Regions from separate parts of the Arachis hypogaea genome. Here region 2 is linked to region 1. The links are chromatin contacts, called in public Hi-C maps. All regions are on one chromosome and are shown on one strand. Each heading gives the region's core, a stretch centred on a gene start, on an enhancer-like site or on the middle of the called end of the contact. The rest is flanking DNA. Distances are from core to core; before and after follow the strand shown. Region 1 holds the start of LOC112784977 (RING-H2 finger protein ATL74). Region 2 holds the start of LOC140183134.

Region 1 (2,744 bases), core at 96-2,595:
AGGCAAATTGCACAATCAGTGGCTTTAATACAACTATTAGTAGCACCTGAATTACCATAAACAACTATAGGAATCTGATGCAGAGCACTCTTCTTCAGCCCTTTAACCGCTAATCGCGCTGCTGCTTCGTCCGGGGTCTCGAAAGCCAACCTTCGGCTACATCTTAGAGCGCAACGCACTATTGAGTTGAGTCCCAAAGCACATATGAGTGCACAGAGCAAAGCAGCCAAGATAATCACCATGTTGGTGTCGAAATTCGGGTCGCCTAAGGAGGAATCTTTTGTCCTATTTACATCACCAGAGCTTGAACTTGTGTCTAGTAATAAACGGTGTGGATGGTGAAGAGCCATTATATGCATGTTTGAAAGACACCAATGTTTCAAAAAACAAGAACTCAGAATTCTTGTACCCTTTTTGATGGATTGAAGGAGCGGAGAGAAGGAACTTTTTTGAGTTGGGGCAATAAGCGTTAGGATTCTTAATAGATAAAGAGTCTCAGAGAAGCATCTTTGGTTAGAAGGAGAAAGGAATCATAGAAAAGATGGGTGGTGTGGTGAATAGTATGTGATTGTTTTGAGGGTGAGAAAAACCAACACAATCACTTTTCTCACAGAGACATAAACTCAAACACATGGCTCTCAATTCACTTAATGATCTGTGTGGACTCTAATCCAATCAAAGTTTGTTCCACATAAGCAAAAGGCCATCATGCAAACTAGGACTAGATTTTGGAGCACAGAAATTAAGAGACTCGAAACTGTGATGCAGAACAATAAGGTGATGGTGGTGGTGGTTGTTGTTGATGAGTGGTTTCTAGTGTTTAGAAAAATGCAGAGGCAATATTATTATTGGGACATAGATATTATGTTATGAAATGAAAGCATGACAACAAAACCAACTACTACTTGTGTTTTTGGTTTGTGTGTGTATCACTTGCGGTTATTATTGCACTGAGATATATGTATGATATGACATGCAGATTGATTTGATTTTATATTTCTTCTTCGTTTTTTTAAGAATCAACAGAGGAATTTTGATTATGGCACCTGATCCCACCTAATCAAAAATTATTAGTAGATTATTTAAAAGAAAGCACTTATTCTAAGCACCAAATCCTTCTTCCACTCCTCCACTCAACTCATTAACTTGAAATAATGTTAGAAATAAAAATAGATGTTCACTCATATTTCTTGTTTTCCATTCTTAGATCGTAATCATAAACCAAAAACAATAAGAAGCTTGTTCAGGTTGGCTTTTGCTGTTTTGGGGTTAGGCATCAATCACAATAGATTTAACGCTACATATTCTTTTCTTAGTCATCTTATTGTTTGATTTTAAAATGAATAAAAAATTCATTAAGTTGCATAATTAAACGAAGTTATGTGTGCTAATAATAATCTCAAAGACAAAATTTATAATGGAATGTAAAAGACGTAAACAGCTGACGGTTTAGGATTAGACGATTGCGAAAGAAGCCAAACGTGCATACAAAATTTAAGGGGAAAAATCATACAGCGTGAATTGTGACATATAATTATCATCAAGGTACTATGGAGGATGTGACTATAATAGGGAATTTTTACAATGAATCTTTGGTGTTGTGGCATGTGAAGGTGTGGTTAGATTTCTACATCATGGGCCACTCTAACCCCAAATGAAGAGAAAGGTCCAATCTATGGGCCCAAGAAAAGGGTCCACAAAGTGGCCTAGGCTTTCAGATTTTGCATAATAATTTCATAGATAGACACATGTACCCGTTGGGTTGCCTTAACTCCATGCAAGCTCCATCAATGCCCGTTTGAGTGTTTAACTGTCCTCACCTACTTTGCTGAATTGTTGGCCCCTTGCTGAGACATTACCCATGTTCATGCTTCCATTGATTTTATTCAGTGGCAGGATTTTCTGGAATTGGCAGCTAGCAAAAATTAATTCATATCTGTAGATCAACTAAATTAAAATTTACAGAGAATTTTTTATAATGAAATTTACAGAGATTCTGGAAAATGGGAAAGCTTAAATGGGCATAGTGTAGCCCAACAACTCTTAGATCTACCAACATGGTTGGGCAACATCCTTGTTTTTGTCGTTGGCCTACATCGTTTACTGCATGTCTGCATCTGATTAAAATTGTTCACTCGTTCTGTTGTGTTCAGGGCCCAAAATTGGATCACCTAATTATTATCTCAACAAATATTGGTTGACGCGGAGAAGAAAGTAAAAACAGATCAAAACAAAAAATCTAGTGATATACTTATATTGGCATTTATACAATGATTGCAATAGTGATAAGAAAATATAAAAATAAAAAATCTAGCAATATAATTTTGGTGTCATTAATTGTATTTTTTTTTTTTGTTTATATAGTTCAGTTGTGGAGGGAAATCGTCGGTTATGAATTTTCACAAAATAATTCGGTTGTAACTATAGTTCCAAACCAACAAATAATCCTTAATCAAAATTTAATTTGTTTGTCACTTAAGTCAAACCCAATAAAAATCGAGAGTATTTAAACATTGGATCGTCTCTTAAGGAATTACAGGGAATTGTACATATTATTGGTTATGAGAAAGTATTTTTGGGTTTTTGAGATGATGAATCAAAAATGTAAATAACAAAAGAAATAAGCTAACAACTAAAAAAAAGTCTTGGCAAGGAATGAGAATTAGAATTCCTATCCTCATTATCATCCTCAATTGTGATGATTATTGTCTCTTACTCTCACTTAGTCATCCTCTAACAATTGA
Region 2 (2,700 bases), core at 43-2,542, 260 kb after region 1:
TGGTCTTTGAAGCCTACGGTTCATTTGAGCTGTAACCTTAGGTTCAAAATCAGTAAACAGAGGTTCAGGGTTCTCATGACAAGTGGAGGAAAAGATATCCTTGAAATAAGATTCAGCCACAGAAGCAATACTAGCATTTGAAGTAGCCACTTCACCATCACTGCCAGTTAGTTGCCAAATTCTATTCCTTCGGGTTTGATTTCTAAATTTCTGATGGAAGAAAGTTGTATTCTGATCACCGGATTTGAGCCATTTGACTCTAGACTTATCTTTCCAATAAGATTCCTCATTTTGCAAAGCTTTTTCAAGTTTGTCCTCTATTTCTGAAATGATATCACCTCCATGAATTCCTACTAAACGAAGTTCCTCTAATTCAGACTGTAGTAAATCAATCTCCACCTTCGAATTACATCTGTGTTCTTGCTGCCATCTGACAATCTTATGCCGACAACGCTTTATTTTTTGAGCTAGGATATACATGGATGAACCATCAATCTGTTCGTGCCAAACCTCTCTAACAATCTGCCTTATTTCATCATTAGAACACCATCTTTCTTGGAATTTGAATCGGCGTTTAGATCTCTTAGTTCTCGGATTAGAGTCTAAGAGAAGAGGGGAGTGATCTGAGCCTGATTCTGACAGTCTAAGAACCGCTGCATTGGGATAGAGTTGCTGCCAATCAACTCCTACCAGGAATTGGTCCAGTCTTTCCTATATCAACTCATCACCACTCCGTCTATTTGACCAAGTGAATGGTCTTCCGAACATACCAATATCAATTAGAGAATTATCATTAATAAACCTGTTAAAGGTTTTAATAGAAGAAGGAGATTTAGCACCCCCACATGCTTTCTCCAATTGATTAGAAATGGCATTAAAATCACCCATTAACACAATTTTACCATCGAACTGTTGGGAGACTGAAGTTAATTCAGCAAACTGAGCCATTCTATGTTGATCATTTGAACTGAGATAAACACCTAGAACACCATAGGGATCATTAGAACTAGCTGTCAGAACTGATGCCGCAATGAAGAATCTACCATGCTGTAAAATCTGAATAGTGCAACCATCCCTCCATGCCATTGCCAAACCCCCTGATAATCCATCCGGATCCACAATAAACCATTCTTTGAAACCACAAGATCTTAGTTTTCCTTCAACTTGTCGAGATTGATTTTTTGTTTCACAGATAAAACCAACTTCGGGAGAGTAAGATTTGCAAATCCCTTTAAGATTGTGGATTGTCAGGGATCTCCCCAAACCCCGACAATTCCACAAGAGTAGTTTCATATTTCTTTGGGTGCCACTTAAAGGCTGGCACCCTCCACCGTTATAGCAATTATATGAGGATTCTGAGTCTCTGATTTGTTGCTCATTGTGTTGTTACTTTGTTTGTGAATAAAACAGAATATCCATAAATTTGCATCTGTACTTTATAATTCACCCTTAACAAATGAAGTTAGTAATTTAAAAGTAAAGGCCTTGTTTTATCATCAAATTGGTTAATGCGAGTTAGTTATTGTGCTTACTGAACTTCATGATACTTTTCCTCCCATGTTCATATCATTCTAATTATATAAACCCTACATAACCAATTTGGGTTGGTCGAGTGGTCAGTTTACTCGTTTGCTTAAGCAAGTGTCGGGAGTTCGAACCCCACTTTATGTATGCAGCAATTTATTGATCAACGGTAGACCCTTAAGATTGGGAGATACCATTTGAATAAACCAAAAAAAATATAAACCCTACATGATATTAATTTGATTCAATCAACCAAATTATTGTCATGCATAGAAAGTTACTACCATTCTTTCACCTAGAAAAGGCTTAGGAATTTTAGTTGAGACCATTGGATTCTTTAATTGTATTACCATAACTTTTATTAGTATTATAGTCACATCAATGCATGCTACTTTAAGTTATAGAATTATATTAGTGTCCGCTTAATTAGTAGAATTAGATTTAGAAGATGTCAAAAGTAACCGACACTTAAAATTATAGGATTGTTTATTCACGAATTAGTCATTTGAAATGACTCATACGTGCTGCCAGTGATTACCAACTATAATATTGCAATCAAAAGAAAATACAGACAAAAAGAGAAGAGATTTTCCCCTTAGGTGGGTAACTTCCATTTTTCTTTGTAAACTTTGAATTTCTTTTTTCGTGGAAAGTATTAAAATACTAATAAAAATATTTTCAAAATTTATTAATGATAAAAATTATTTTAAAATAAGATAAAAATAACAAAATATATTACTTTTAATAAACAGTAAACAAATTTTGTGATTACAAAATTATTCATGTATTTAATCTGAAATTTAATGAGAATATTCAAATATTCAAATATCTATTTAAAAAAAATGTATCTAAAAATATAAACTAAAATTTGATCTTTAGATGATAATTTTTTATTATATTTTTGGCTATTAACAAAAACAGTTGGAAAAATTATCTATTTGATCTATAAATATTACAGTTTATTTAAAATATTTATTTTTCTAATAGGTTTTAAAAAACGTATCAAAATCTAAATCTTAAAATATTTTTAAAAGATATATATTTAATAGTTAATTTTTTTTGTTATATTTTAAAAGTATTCTTTTGTTAACAAATCTAAACGTATTAGAAATCTGATAATTTTGAAGCATTTTTTAATAGGTTACTCTACTTTAATGAAAGCCTCTTTAGTTGAGC

The links. A called contact is a pair of places that touch in the nucleus more often than the background predicts.
Region 2: a Hi-C map of leaf shows a contact between it and region 1, with 7 times the contacts expected there. The contact joins the promoter of LOC140183134 here to the promoter of LOC112784977 in region 1. A contact is called at or near these places in 2 of 8 Hi-C or Micro-C datasets (both in leaf).

The regions. Positions count from the first base shown.
Region 1 is chr20:103,601,101-103,603,844 of arahy.Tifrunner.gnm2.J5K5, forward strand. It overlaps LOC112784977 (RING-H2 finger protein ATL74), which reads right to left and starts at 1,346. Exons shown (of 1, transcript XM_025828372.3): 1 at 1-1,346. The coding sequence starts at 359.
Region 2 is chr20:103,860,299-103,862,998 of arahy.Tifrunner.gnm2.J5K5, forward strand. LOC140183134 reads right to left here and starts at 1,293. Exons shown (of 3, transcript XM_072231152.1): 1 at 771-1,293; 2 at 1-350. The coding sequence starts at 1,293.